Linked DNA regions of Hordeum vulgare: region 1 is linked to region 2. A link is a contact called in public Hi-C data. All regions are on one chromosome and are shown on one strand. Each heading gives the region's core, a stretch centred on a gene start, on an enhancer-like site or on the middle of the called end of the contact. The rest is flanking DNA. Distances are from core to core; before and after follow the strand shown. Region 1 holds the start of LOC123410689 (protein MIZU-KUSSEI 1-like). Region 2 holds the start of LOC123412881 (protein decapping 5-like).

Region 1 (2,700 bases), core at 62-2,561, 320 kb after region 2:
TCATGTAGAACGCTTCGGAGTCCCTGGATCCCACCACCCTCTCGAACCTGGCCCTCATGTACATCAGGTCCCCCTCGCCGGCGCCGCCGTCCGGGACGACGCCAGCGCCAACGGAGACGGGCTCCACGGCCCGGAGCAGCCGCCACTCCTCCGCGCCGCACTCCCTCCGTACGGCGTAGCCGCACTTGCGCCCGTTGCAGTACGCTCGCCACGTCGGCTCCTCCACCAGCGCCGTCCGCCGCCTCTCGCCGCCTGCATGCATGCACACGTAGAGACACGTACGACGTCGGTCGATCGCAACGGCATGTATATATACGTACAATACAAGGCGTACGAAGCAAGTATGCATGGTATGGTACGTATCATATTGTTACCCGTGTGTGCAGCCGTCTTCTCGCACTCGAGGGCGATGCGAACGAGGCCGGAGGACATCTCCCTGACGAGCGCGCCGGTGGAGTACGCGGCCAGCTCCACCATGAGCGCCGGCGGCGCGCGCGGGTCCGTCTGCAGAGCCAGGTGCACGCGGCCCCGGCGCCGGCCGAAGATGGTGCCGGTGACGCTCGACCCCATCGGCCTGCGCCCGCGCCGGCGCCGCGCGCGCGCCACCACGGCCAGCACCGCGGATCGGAGCCGGGCGAGCGCCTCGCGGCGCTTCCCTGACCGCTCAGGGGTTCCTCCTCCCGCCCCAGCAGCGTCCGCAGCGCAGGGAGTGGAGACCACGAAGGTGGCTCCCTCGTCGTCCAGTTCCACTTCCACCTCATCGTGGGCATCAGGTTCTTGCCCGCCGAGCGGCGGGTCGTGGCGCGCCTTGCTAGCGCGCTTCCTGAGCAGCCAAGGGATGCCGCCGCTCGCCGTTGCGCCCCTGGACGGCGGGAGCGGGGACGGCGGCGGCGGCGGCTGCGAGGCGGCCACTGCCGCGCGTAAGGTTCCCGCCATGGCGACGGCTCACTTCACTCCTCAGCCCCGGAGCAGACGCGCGCGAGCTGTGCGTGCGTGTCTGTGGTCGATGTCTGTACTATGTTTTGTGATGGCAAACGGCAGTATATCAAGCTCGCCTCGAGAGAGAGAGAGAGAGAGAGGCAGACGGGGAGAGTGGCAGCTTTAGCCGCAGAAGAATTTCGTCGGCTTTAGACGTGCGGGCTGCGCTTTTGGCAGGCAGCGCTAGCTAGCTAGGCCGGCGGGGACAGCAGCTGCAGCTGCAGCTGCGTGGATACTCGGCGCTTTGGCGGGGCACATACATACGCGACGCGCCGGAGAGAAAGACTGGGGAGAGAGGGCGGTGGGCAGAGCAGGCAGACCTACACGCACCCAACCGGTCGCGATCAAGGAAGGGGGCAGCGATGATGGCAACGGCCGTGGATTTTATTTAGCTGCTTCCCCCTCCGTCGCTTTCGCGCGAGGTGGCGGGGGAGACAGGGCATTGGGAGGCGGAAGCGTGTGACGTGCATATGACACTGACACAGTGTTATCAGAAGAAGTAAAAGTGACGTGATCGATGCCTTTGCAGAACGCTCCTCGGTGGTTAATTAGCGGAACCCGGCCGGAAATTTGTGGGAATCAGCACACAATGGTGGGATGCCGTTTGTTATCAAAAAAAACAAATGGTGGGATGCCGACACAATACATACTTTTTTTTTCGGTTAACACAATATAGACATATTTCCTCCTTTCGATGAAAAGTGTACATATAATTTTTTTAAATAAATTATAAAGTGAAGAAATAAATTCATTAAAATCATATAAACCACAATCTCTTTTCTTTAATTGCACGATCCTCAATGAGCTAAATACATGCGAAAATTAAGAAGATCATGTGTAGGATGTTATTGGTTTAGATTACCATGTGAGGAGAGGGAAGTATTGGTTTTTTTACTTTAAAATGCATTGGAAATATAGAAGTACATTATTTGGTGAACAAATTTTAATTCAAATGTAAACTCTTCACCAAACGGAGGGAGTAGATGATTATACATACGCACATACACTATCAAGTCTATATTCATTAAACACCCAATGCTAAAGTCTTGAAATAAACCAAAAAAAATATGAGCACGAGTATTAAATTTATGATGGACTGAAAATACCACTGCATTCCTACTCATTCAATCACAAGTTCCTTCGCTTGTGTGTCATTAGACTACTCACAATGAGGAGTAACATAGAGTAGTAACATACATATGTTACTAGTCTAAGTTACTACCTTCATAGTGGATAGTAACATAGGGGTAGTAACATTGAGTCTATCATTTATTAAGCTATAGACTCATCTTGCCTTGATATCCGCTATGTTACTCATAGAGGTACTAGTAACGTGCTTAGGCTAGCCATAGTGGGAGTAACTAAGGTAGTATCATGTACTTGTGAATAACAAATATGCTGATGTGGCAGATAATTAATGAAGAGAGGGAGGGTTAGAGTAACATAGGTAGATACTGTAACATGTTAAATGTTATGTTACTATGTGTCATGCATGTCAATAAATGAGAACATCTATGTTACTAGTTTATGATACTATGCACTATGAAGATAGTATCATACAATAGTATCATATGCATGATAGTATTATATGATACTCCCCACTATGACCAGCCTTAAGTTACTCAATTTCTCTCTTTTCTCATTTATTAGTTGCCACGTCATACTTTTTGCTTAAATGACACTTATGTTGCTACCTATGTTACTCTCATTGTAGGTAGTCTT
Region 2 (2,700 bases), core at 113-2,612:
ACGAACTGCAATGTGGTACAACACAGAATAGTCCAGTTAAAAAAAGTGAATGTGCCACATGAGAAGAATTGCTTAAACTTGGTGACTTCCAGGTGCCGGTCTGTCATTGATGTATGGACAAAATATTGTTCGGACGTCAACATTGCTTGCAGCCTCCATTTCCTAATAGATCGCACTTCTATGTAGATCAAATATTGTTAGCTCCTATTATGTACCTATCCTCAGTATGGGCGAAAGATCAGGAAGGTCGAACCTATGCCTGAAAGATAATTTTTTGCTTGTTCGGTGCTACTAAACAGATGTGTGGTCTTTACTGTTTGCCAATCATTCCCAAAAAAGGAAATTTCTAGGAGGCAGAAAATGTTGCCAAAAATTAAAGCCTTTGCTTGGTTGTCCATAATTAATACTTCAACACATGCGCGCCAATTTGCCACTTCGCAAAGCAACCGACACAATGGGCCCTTGAACATGCATTAATCCACACTCCAAACATGGCAAAGGTTCCAAGACCCTTTCAGCTGTACAACAACATCCCCAATATAAACTCTTACACGATTTGGCGCGAAACCGTTAACGTTAGTGTGATGCTACTTGCAATTTGATTACTATAAATGGACAGAAAATAGAAGACTTTCCAGTAGTAATGTGCTTGACTACTGGATAGCTGTGAACAATCCCCCACCCACATTTAAGTCAGACTCGCTGTAGAACTAAAGTAATTGTGTTAGACTGCGGGGAAGATGACGAACTTTAACTAAGCACGAGGAAACGAAGAGATAAGTAACAAATCACCAACTTCGTGAACTTGAATTCGCATCGCCCAACATCACATAATAATTCACTAAATGATGATTCAAAGAGCGCTTTTGTTTGGGAATTGAAAAGCTGCAAGGATAAAACCTAAATCCCAACTCCGACATAAATCCTGCAAAAGGGGGACTCAAATTCCGCAACATCCGCAACACGAAATTGAACAAAGGAAAAGAAAATAAAGTAAAATCTACTCCACATCGTGGGGCACAATTTAACCACATCGCGTGGGCACTCCGTAGTCCCCTCGCAAATCGGCGACCGATCAGGAAAAGAAGAAGGCCAACGACGGGAGGGATGCGGGAAACCCACCGTTCCTGAGCCCGATGCTGGACTCCTCGGTGTTGATGGTGTACAGGACGCCCTCGTACCGGATCTCGCTCTTCGACGTGAGGCTTATCACGCTCCCGATGTACGTCTCCGGCGCTGCCGCCATCGCCGCCGGCCTCGCCTAGGGTTCCGATCCCCCGCTCCGAGTTCGCTGTATTCTTTTTTCCACGCTATTTTTCTGGTTATTCCCCCTCTTCTTTTTTTAAAGCCTTAGCTAATCGCTCTCCCCTCGCCTCTCTATTTCATGACGGATTACGTTACTTGTTGGCTGTCCATTACTGGTGGGGCCTACAGATGATTACGGTGCTTGGGCCCATCTGGCGGTGACAAGTGCTTAGCACGGACGGTCCATGTATAATGTAGATCCTATGGATAGGTAGTGGCAGCGTAATGGCAGATTCATGTGGCGTGAGTAGCCGGGAGCGTGGACTCGCCGACTATGACACCACGGGCCCGCAATCTAGTGGAGTCCTGTAGCTGGCAGAATTTCTAATACTCCCAACCTTTGGATCTTTGATATTTTAGATTTAGAAATTTTGTACGAATTATATATGATAGGGTTCTTGCAAGAAAAAAAAATATTTTCTTTTGTTCATAGGATAGGGTTTTTTCGGAATGTCATAGGGTACGAATTCTTTGGAATAAAAAGTTGTAGGAGTTGAAGCGGCATGTATCTTAGTTTTTCATTAGTATATTAGGTATGAGCTAAAAAATACATAAAACGTGCGCCAATTCTACGTGAAAATATGAATCAATTCCTACAAATTAAATGGCTCTAAAATAAAAGAAATTCTATAGGAATTTCATCCTATACTAGCAAAAGGGCATGTCCGTTGCAATGGAAGAAAAGAATACCACACGTTCTTAATTTTTCAAAAAAAGAGTTTATAATCTGACTATTTGTAGCTATGGCCCAAGCAAAGAACATCTTATCCTATAAAAATGTAGTTCAAGATTTCATAGGTCTTTTAAACACGGCTTGCATGTGTAGATTTAATACGTATAAAGAAATGAATAAGTGATCTTCAATTTCATCTTCAATCCTAATTTTGCTGAGATGTTCATCCACAATCCGGATCAGTATCGGTATAAAAGAAAGAGAGATAATGCATTATTGATTAGGATTGCACCCAAGATAGTACTTTTTTAAAAATGGTTAACGAGTAAAATAACATCATATTCATATTCTGCATAGTTTTCCAATCAAATTCCATATATAAAAAGTTAAATTTGAAGTTACGATTTAGAAGATATGAGTATTTTTAAAAACATTTGATATGTATTGCGGGTTTAATATCAACAACATGAGGGGGGTCTATAAAAATAACATGACGGACTAAGAATACATATTTTATTTATTAGTAGGTATAGATATAGATAATTCCTACGAACCAAACAAGCCTCATCCTTTTGGTTTGTGGGTTCCTATCGTGGGAGTGATTCCTATATTTTTTGCATTTTAAAGGAAGACAAAAAATAGCTAAGATCTAATGAAAACTTTCTTATCATATGAACAAAATGGCATTGTTTTTCCTATAAGAACTAAGATACATGTCATCT

What was found. Hi-C and Micro-C count contacts between places; a contact is called where the count stands out from the background.
Region 1: a contact with region 2 is called in a Hi-C map of seedling, with 9 times the contacts expected there. The contact joins the promoter of LOC123410689 here to the promoter of LOC123412881 in region 2. A contact is called at or near these places in 2 of 6 Hi-C or Micro-C datasets (leaf and seedling).

Annotation. Positions count from the first base shown.
Region 1 is chr7H:149,719,831-149,722,530 of MorexV3_pseudomolecules_assembly, forward strand. LOC123410689 (protein MIZU-KUSSEI 1-like) reads right to left here and starts at 1,312. Exons shown (of 2, transcript XM_045103628.1): 1 at 375-1,312; 2 at 1-252. The coding sequence starts at 936.
Region 2 is chr7H:149,404,155-149,406,854 of MorexV3_pseudomolecules_assembly, forward strand. It overlaps LOC123412881 (protein decapping 5-like), which reads right to left and starts at 1,363. Exons shown (of 8, transcript XM_045105841.1): 1 at 1,123-1,363; 2 at 1-5. The coding sequence starts at 1,246.